Linked DNA regions of Mus musculus: region 1 is linked to region 2. Evidence: chromatin contacts called from public HiChIP or PLAC-seq data. All regions are on one chromosome and are shown on one strand. Each heading gives the region's core, a stretch centred on a gene start, on an enhancer-like site or on the middle of the called end of the contact. The rest is flanking DNA. Distances are from core to core; before and after follow the strand shown. Region 1 overlaps Dock11 (dedicator of cytokinesis 11). Region 2 holds the start of Dock11 (dedicator of cytokinesis 11).

Region 1 (3,383 bases), core at 45-2,544, 64 kb after region 2:
CGGCTGGCTTCAAACTCAGAGATCCACTTGTCTCTTTGTCCCAAGCCCTAGGATAAAAGATCTTCTAAGACCTTTGAGCTGTCACAAATAAGAGAATCATGAATGAAGGTATAAGAGGAAAATGCGAAAAGGTCAGAAGATACCCAGCATAGTTCAGTTGATTTACAAAAGGAATCAGAAAACTAGTTATTTTTGTGATCATTTGAGAAAGCAACCATGCAGCCTTATGCAATATCAACAACGCAGCCAATGCAAATTATGCCTGGACTACTTTCAAAAATTAAACCTCCTGTTGTAACTGCCAGAACTCTGTCACATCGTTTAAGTTGATTGTGATGGACCCTACAGAAAAGAAGGGCTGGCACATAGACTTTGCTGAGTTCTTAATGCTGGAATAAAAATTATTTTTTCCCCAGTGTATTGTTCCCCCGCACCAGCCCAGAACAGTTAAGTTTAGTCAATACCATTCACTGCAATTGTCATTATCTTCCCCAAAGTGCTTTCTGGGTAACCTCATTATCTGCCAACAAAGTATCACGGAGACATACAGGCAGTGAAAGAGCTGCTAATGATGTATCTAGCTTCACAGTGAGACACAGTCACTCTACAGAGTCACAGTGCCCAAGCATTTCCTCTCCTTAAGGAGGATGCTGGCCTCACACAGCTCTTGCAAAGGCAAAGGCGCTGATTGTTGTCTGGAGACAGTGAATTTTTTTTTAAATTTCCAGCACTTGTAAATTGCCTTGTTGTGAGCAGTCATGTTAAGACAGGACACGCTTTATTACAGTGAGCAATTTCCTCAGTTTGTGCTTTCTAGCTAGTGAGAAACCACCCCATTTCAATTCCTGGAAAAGAACTGGAGAGAAGCTGAAGATAATCATAGAGAATCTATGATCACTTAGGCAGAAACTGCAGTCCCAAGAGAAGCCTATTTGGTTGGATTATCTTTCTTAAGTAGCTGCTAGAGACATCTGCTTTATTCAACTTGTTCCCTATCACTGAGTAAAATTAATGTGGACTAGATAGCTGCGCTATCGGGCATGGCCTTCCCCTGGTATTTAGAACTATTTTTCCTAAGAAGCATAATGATATATGGAATAAGGAAAAAATTTGATCTTGAGGGTGGTTTTTAGTTTAAAAGAGTTGCATATTCTTGGCTAAGCCTTGGGACACCCACCTTTGTGCATTTTCTTGGCTCAGTTTTGATCACATTCCTTAGGCTTTCTACTCCCCATTCTCAGCAATTAAATGTTGAAGTGCCTTGCTGTGTTATCGGGGTTGCAAGTTCAACTGTCTGATGTATGACTCACTTCGGGTGCCCTTCCTTTTTTTTTTTTTTTTCCCTACAAAAGAGAGCCATTTGTTATACATCCAGAGCCCAGAAGTCTTTATTACTCTTTGACTGCTGAAGGATAATTCTCTTCTTGCTAGGGAGAAAGCAGCAAATCAAAAGAGGATTTCATCCAAGAAAGCACATCCAATATGAAAGTAATTGCTAGGAGTTCAAGGTCACTGTGTGTATTGGAACAAAAGAGGGATAAGATCTATTACTTTGATTTGCTACTCCATTTGAATGCTCCAATTTACTAGACTGCACCTTACAGTAAACAAAATGGATTAATACTTGTTTATCATAGGCAGGGGGTTTCTGACTAATTTGCTTTTCTGTTTAATTTCTACTCATTTGCTGACTACTGCTCAAATTCCACTTATTTGATGCTTCCTGTATGCCAGACACTCTTAGGAATCATCAAATTCATCACCATATATACAAGGACTACTTTATTATACATCCTGGAAGATAGAAGCATCACATGTGACCCTTAAGGCTAAGGACCTCGTTGGAGATGTGAGACACAGCATAAAAATAGTTTTTTAATGGGTGCCCCAATACCAACTCCATGAGCATGGGGTCTGATAAAACCAAGCCTTGAAGGAAGGGAGTCCCTAAGGAGAGTAAGTGTGGGTATGGTATATAAAAATCATGTGCTAGATGAGCACTGGTAGCCATGCTAGGTTAAGTTGATTGATTCCTGAGTATCCTCCTATGCGCCAGTTTCTCTTTTGCTGATGTGGAGATAAAGATAGTGATGAGCACATAGCACTGTGTGAGTGGACATGAGCAGATCACTCAGAGACACTAAGGCAGGAAAGCATGCCAGTCATTGTTATTTTATAGTACGAGGATTATAAGAGGCCAGGATCTGACATGTGAGCCTGATCATGCCAGAAACATGGCACCATCAAAAAAAAAAAAAAGTTGGGTTTGTAGGCTCTTGCCTGTAGGCCAGTACTTGGGAACCTTAGAGCAGGAATATCACCGTGAGATTGAGGCTAGTCTAGGCTGTAGAGGGAGAGTCTGTCTCCAAGGAAGAAAAGGAAGGAAGGAAGGAAGGAAGGAAAGAAGGAAGGGAGGGAGGGAGGGAGGGAGGGAGGGAGGGAGGGAGGGAGGGAGGGAGGGAGGAAAGGAGAAGGAGGAAGAAACAGGAGGCGAGGATAGCAAGAAGTTGAGCAAGACCACCATTGAAATAAGTATGAGAAAATAATGTGTCCACAATGACAAGGGAGGATTGTAGCTGCCTTCTTTCATGGTTTGCTTCAGATTCATCTTAAAAATCTCCAGTGCTCAGCTATGATAGAATTATTCAGGAAAAGAGAAAAAATTACTTTATTTTGAACCCAGTTTCCCATAGCGTAGAATTATGAAATCTATTAAAATGGGACAGGAGTGTATGATGATACGGAAAGAGATGAGTTATAGGGTGCCAGCTTTCTGGAAGGGGGTCTCCAGAAAGACAATGCTTTTGCCATCCTAGTTTAACTAAGTGTCAGTTAGTTTTCTCATAATGTTTTGGGGTTTTCTTCTTTACTGTTCCTTCTATCTTTGCATCCTTACACCATTATACTTGTGAGACTTACCGTGACTCATGCTCCCCCCTTTTCCTTGGAGACAAGAGTTGCACAATGCAACCCCAGACTGGTCCTTAACTTGTAATCCTTTCACTTGTGTCTCACCAGTACTAGGGTCCTGCTTTCTCCTTTTCCATGCTATCCTGCCATTCTGTTTAGTTTAACACAGCCATTAAATAGAAGCCCCTGCCTCATTTCTACATTGCTGCTGGCCCTCCTACTCTGTCTCTTATTTTTCAGATCATTCCTTCTTAGGACTTCTGCTTGATATAATGTAGAGGAAGTACCCACACTCTAGGTAACACATATAGGTGAGCACCCTTGCAGTTTATTATATAAGATGGTAAAAAGGTTTTCCTAATTGGAAAGCAGGGTAGTAGGCATGGGCAGTCCACCTTTCCTGCTCATCTTCCATCTTTGATGCAACTGAGTGACAACCTTTGTTCCTGGTCCAGAAGAGGTCTAAAATGTTA
Region 2 (3,058 bases), core at 422-2,921:
CTGTCAAGGTGGAGAACTTACCCAGGAGTCCTCTTGGTCTGCTGTCTTACACCTATTGCCCCAAACTGAGTAGGATTCTATGCCATCGTACAGTAGAGAGTTGAACATGGGTTAATATTCACCAATTATGATTCATCAGTACCTAGAGCACTACCTTTCTTTCCTAAGCCCTGTGCCTCTGCCTTGTACCTGAAGCAGTGAATCTGGAGTTAGCAAGGGAAAACATGCTAGAGTATTCTGGAGGTCAACAACTAGGAGCCAGACACACAAATATTCACCATTCATTGAACACATAGCATGAATTTGTGCTGATCCACCTGCAGGTAACAGTTTCCACCCCGACCCCCAACACACACACACACACACACACACACACACACACACACACACAGAGTGAGGTCAACATGCAGGATAATGCCTGTCCCTTAGAGCCCTTCCATGTCCCAGGTCCTGGAGGAACCCTCCATCTGTGCCTTATCAGGATCAATGAGAAGGTGGCCAAATGGGCTTGCTGCTAGGAGACTTGGTCTTTTCTGGGTTCCTGGAGTCCATTCCCATGCTCTTGTTTCCATAACAAAGTCCTTGTGTAGGTGTGTGACTGTGTGCTCTTTGAAGGCCTGAGAAGTGTGGAAAGTGCCATTTGGGCACCGGTAGAAATCCTCAAAAAGGATTAGACCCCTGGTGATGGGCCATTTCAAACTTAAAACAAAACAAAAAAAAATGAAGTGGGGCCTTTCATTTCAGAATTAAGGCCTTGTTTGTGTCTAAGCATGCATGCTTTACACCTAGTCAGATGTTCTGGGGAAATTAAGGAAAGGGTGAGATGGTTGCAGAGCACAGGTAAAAGCTAGAGGATTGATAGGTCCTCCAAAAGCCTTCCCAGTGAGCACTAGGGCCACTCCTTCTGGAATCACTGCAGAACCACACAATTCATCAAAGGCTCTGGGGTCTCTCACCACCCAGCTATCCCTGCCTGGGTAAGACTCACTTCTAGAAGCCTGTCCCCTGGTTGCCCTATGAAGTGGATGCCTGGGTGGGGAAATGAAGGGGGTTGGGTACAGACCCAGACAAGTCTTTCCTGCAGCAAACCCGCTCTTCCTTCCTTTGACATAGGGCAGACCCAACCAGGCTGAGTACACAATAGGAGCATGCTGCTTCCATGTTGTTTCCCAGCCTCTAGCCGCCTGGGACCCAGGGGCTTGCAGGTTGGGGGCAAGTGAGATTTTTCCCACCGCCTCACTGCTCCTGAAGTCTTAAGGGAGGCAGAGGTCTCTGGAGGCCCCAGCACACCCTAGTCTTGGAGACATTTCATCACCCACCTCTGACCCCCTCCCGCGCCATACACTCGGAAAAAGAAGCAGCCTCATCTCGCCTCCCGGATGCGGCTGCACCAGCAACATCAGCTGCGGGCGGAGCCCGGGTGCTTGCCACTTCCCCCTCTTCCCGCGTGACCCTCGCCCCCACCTCCAGCACTCCCTCCCCCTCCAGGAGACACACCCTCCTTCTTAGGCCACTCAGGTCGGGGCCCTTGGTGAGAGGGAGCAGCCGCCGCCGCCCGGCAGGACCCAGAGCCTGCAAAAGCTAGAGCAAAAAGGAGGGAAAGAGGGAGGAGCGGCGCGCGGGAGGAGGAGCCGCGGGAGCTGGGCGCGGGGCGGCGAGCTGAGATGTGGCCGGCCCGTCGGCGTGTAAACACAGGCAGCAGCAGCAGCAGCGGCCGCCCGGGCCCGGGGCACTGAGCGCTCCCGCCGAGACCTGCCCGCCACCTCTGCCATGGCCGAAGTGCGCAAATTCACCAAGCGGCTGAGCAAGCCAGGCACGGCAGCCGAGCTCCGCCAGAGCGTGTCGGAGGCCGTGCGGGGCTCCGTGGTGCTGGTGAGTGGTCGAGCGACGGGGAGTCCCGGGGGGGGGGGGGTTCGCTCACACCGGGAGCAGCGCGGTGGCTTCCCGCGCGCGCGCTGGAGACCACGGGCAGGATGGGCGCAGCTGCGGTCGAGCGCTAGGAGCTCTCTTTTTCCTCTGTTCTACTTAAGTTTTCGCTCTGGCAACCGGCTGCCTGGGGGTGGGAGTCTCAGGCGCCACGGGACAGCGCTCTGGCTACCCCACCAGCTTGCGCTGGGCTGGAAGCTGAATGGCACAGCGGGTTTCACAGAGCTGCGGCCGGAGAGTGGGTCTCCACCCCAGCGGGGGCGGCTGAAAGCTTCAGATCGCACCTCCCGCTCCCCCGGACCCCCGCACAAAGAGCTGGAGATTAGGGCACGAGGAGATCCGGATCCCTTTAAGAGGGCACCTGGGGCAGCCTAGGCGGAAGGATGCGATGAGCACAGATATACTTGAGTGCGGATACACATCGGGTACACGCGCGCACACACACACACTCACTTACACACACAAAAAACCCCACCCAAAAGCCCAGGGCGCCCAAGCTCTGGCGGGCGATGTGGACAGAGGAAGCATAGCGACTTCCTCCTGCTACTGGGGAGAGGGAGGGTGGTGATGGGTGTTGAGGGGTACTGCCAACTAAGACAGAGGGAGAGGATTGGAAACAACGGGGGTGGGTCTGCGCCTGAGTGGGTTTTGAGTCTGTATCCTCTGGGAGAGGATGGTTCTTAAGACTTGTGAGCGATTGGAGGCAAGAGGATGTGGGAAGGACTGGATGTTGCTGTGTAAGGATGAAGACCCTAGAACCAGACGCCTACGTAGACTATTGGGGATGTCTTGGCGGCGGGTAGAGCTGGGGGATGGGGATTGGAGAGTGTTCTGACACCCCCCTCGGGGAACCACCCCTCCCCCGCACGCCAGCGCACCCTCATCAGTCCTGTTCAGATGGTCTAAATCTGGAGGGAAGCCTTGGATGGTAAGGGGCACTTGCTCCTTTGCTTTTAAAGGCTCCCATTGCCAATTTTTTGGACTAGGGACCAAACCTTAAATAAGCAGTGGGACTAAATCATTAGCGTGCTTTTTTGTTACTTTGTTTTGCAGGAGATTTGCTGGCTTTTGTCTCTTTCCACTCCTATATTATTTCATGTCATTCGCTGTGTTTAAATCTCCGCACTTAAGA

Evidence for each region. HiChIP or PLAC-seq counts read pairs in DNA pulled down with a chosen protein or histone mark.
Region 1: a contact with region 2 is called in an H3K4me3 HiChIP or PLAC-seq map of bone marrow-derived macrophages, with 4 times the contacts expected there. The contact joins the enhancer-like site here to the promoter of Dock11 in region 2. A contact is called at or near these places in 10 of 39 promoter capture datasets (the C10 cell line, the HPC-7 cell line, cranial neural crest and 7 more), 10 of 484 Hi-C or Micro-C datasets (LSK cells, the STO cell line, Sertoli cells and 7 more), 13 of 115 datasets of contacts at active chromatin or transcription factors (the 230-238 cell line, the NIH/3T3 cell line, bone marrow-derived dendritic cells and 8 more) and 4 of 9 other capture datasets (adipose tissue, liver, macrophages and 1 more).

Annotation. Positions count from the first base shown.
Region 1 is chrX:35,951,592-35,954,974 of GRCm38.p6, forward strand. All of the region lies in intron 6 of Dock11 (dedicator of cytokinesis 11), which reads left to right. Among named protein-coding and RNA genes, the nearest start is that of Dock11, 64 kb to the left of the region's middle. Within about 2 kb of position 1,295, at least 11 of the 459 cell types and tissues checked have an H3K27ac peak or open chromatin away from gene starts, as enhancers often do. A contact at or near this core is called in the HPC-7 cell line and bone marrow-derived macrophages, where this site is marked.
Region 2 is chrX:35,887,161-35,890,218 of GRCm38.p6, forward strand. It overlaps Dock11 (dedicator of cytokinesis 11), which reads left to right and starts at 1,672. Exons shown (of 53, transcript NM_001009947.3): 1 at 1,672-1,872. The coding sequence starts at 1,771.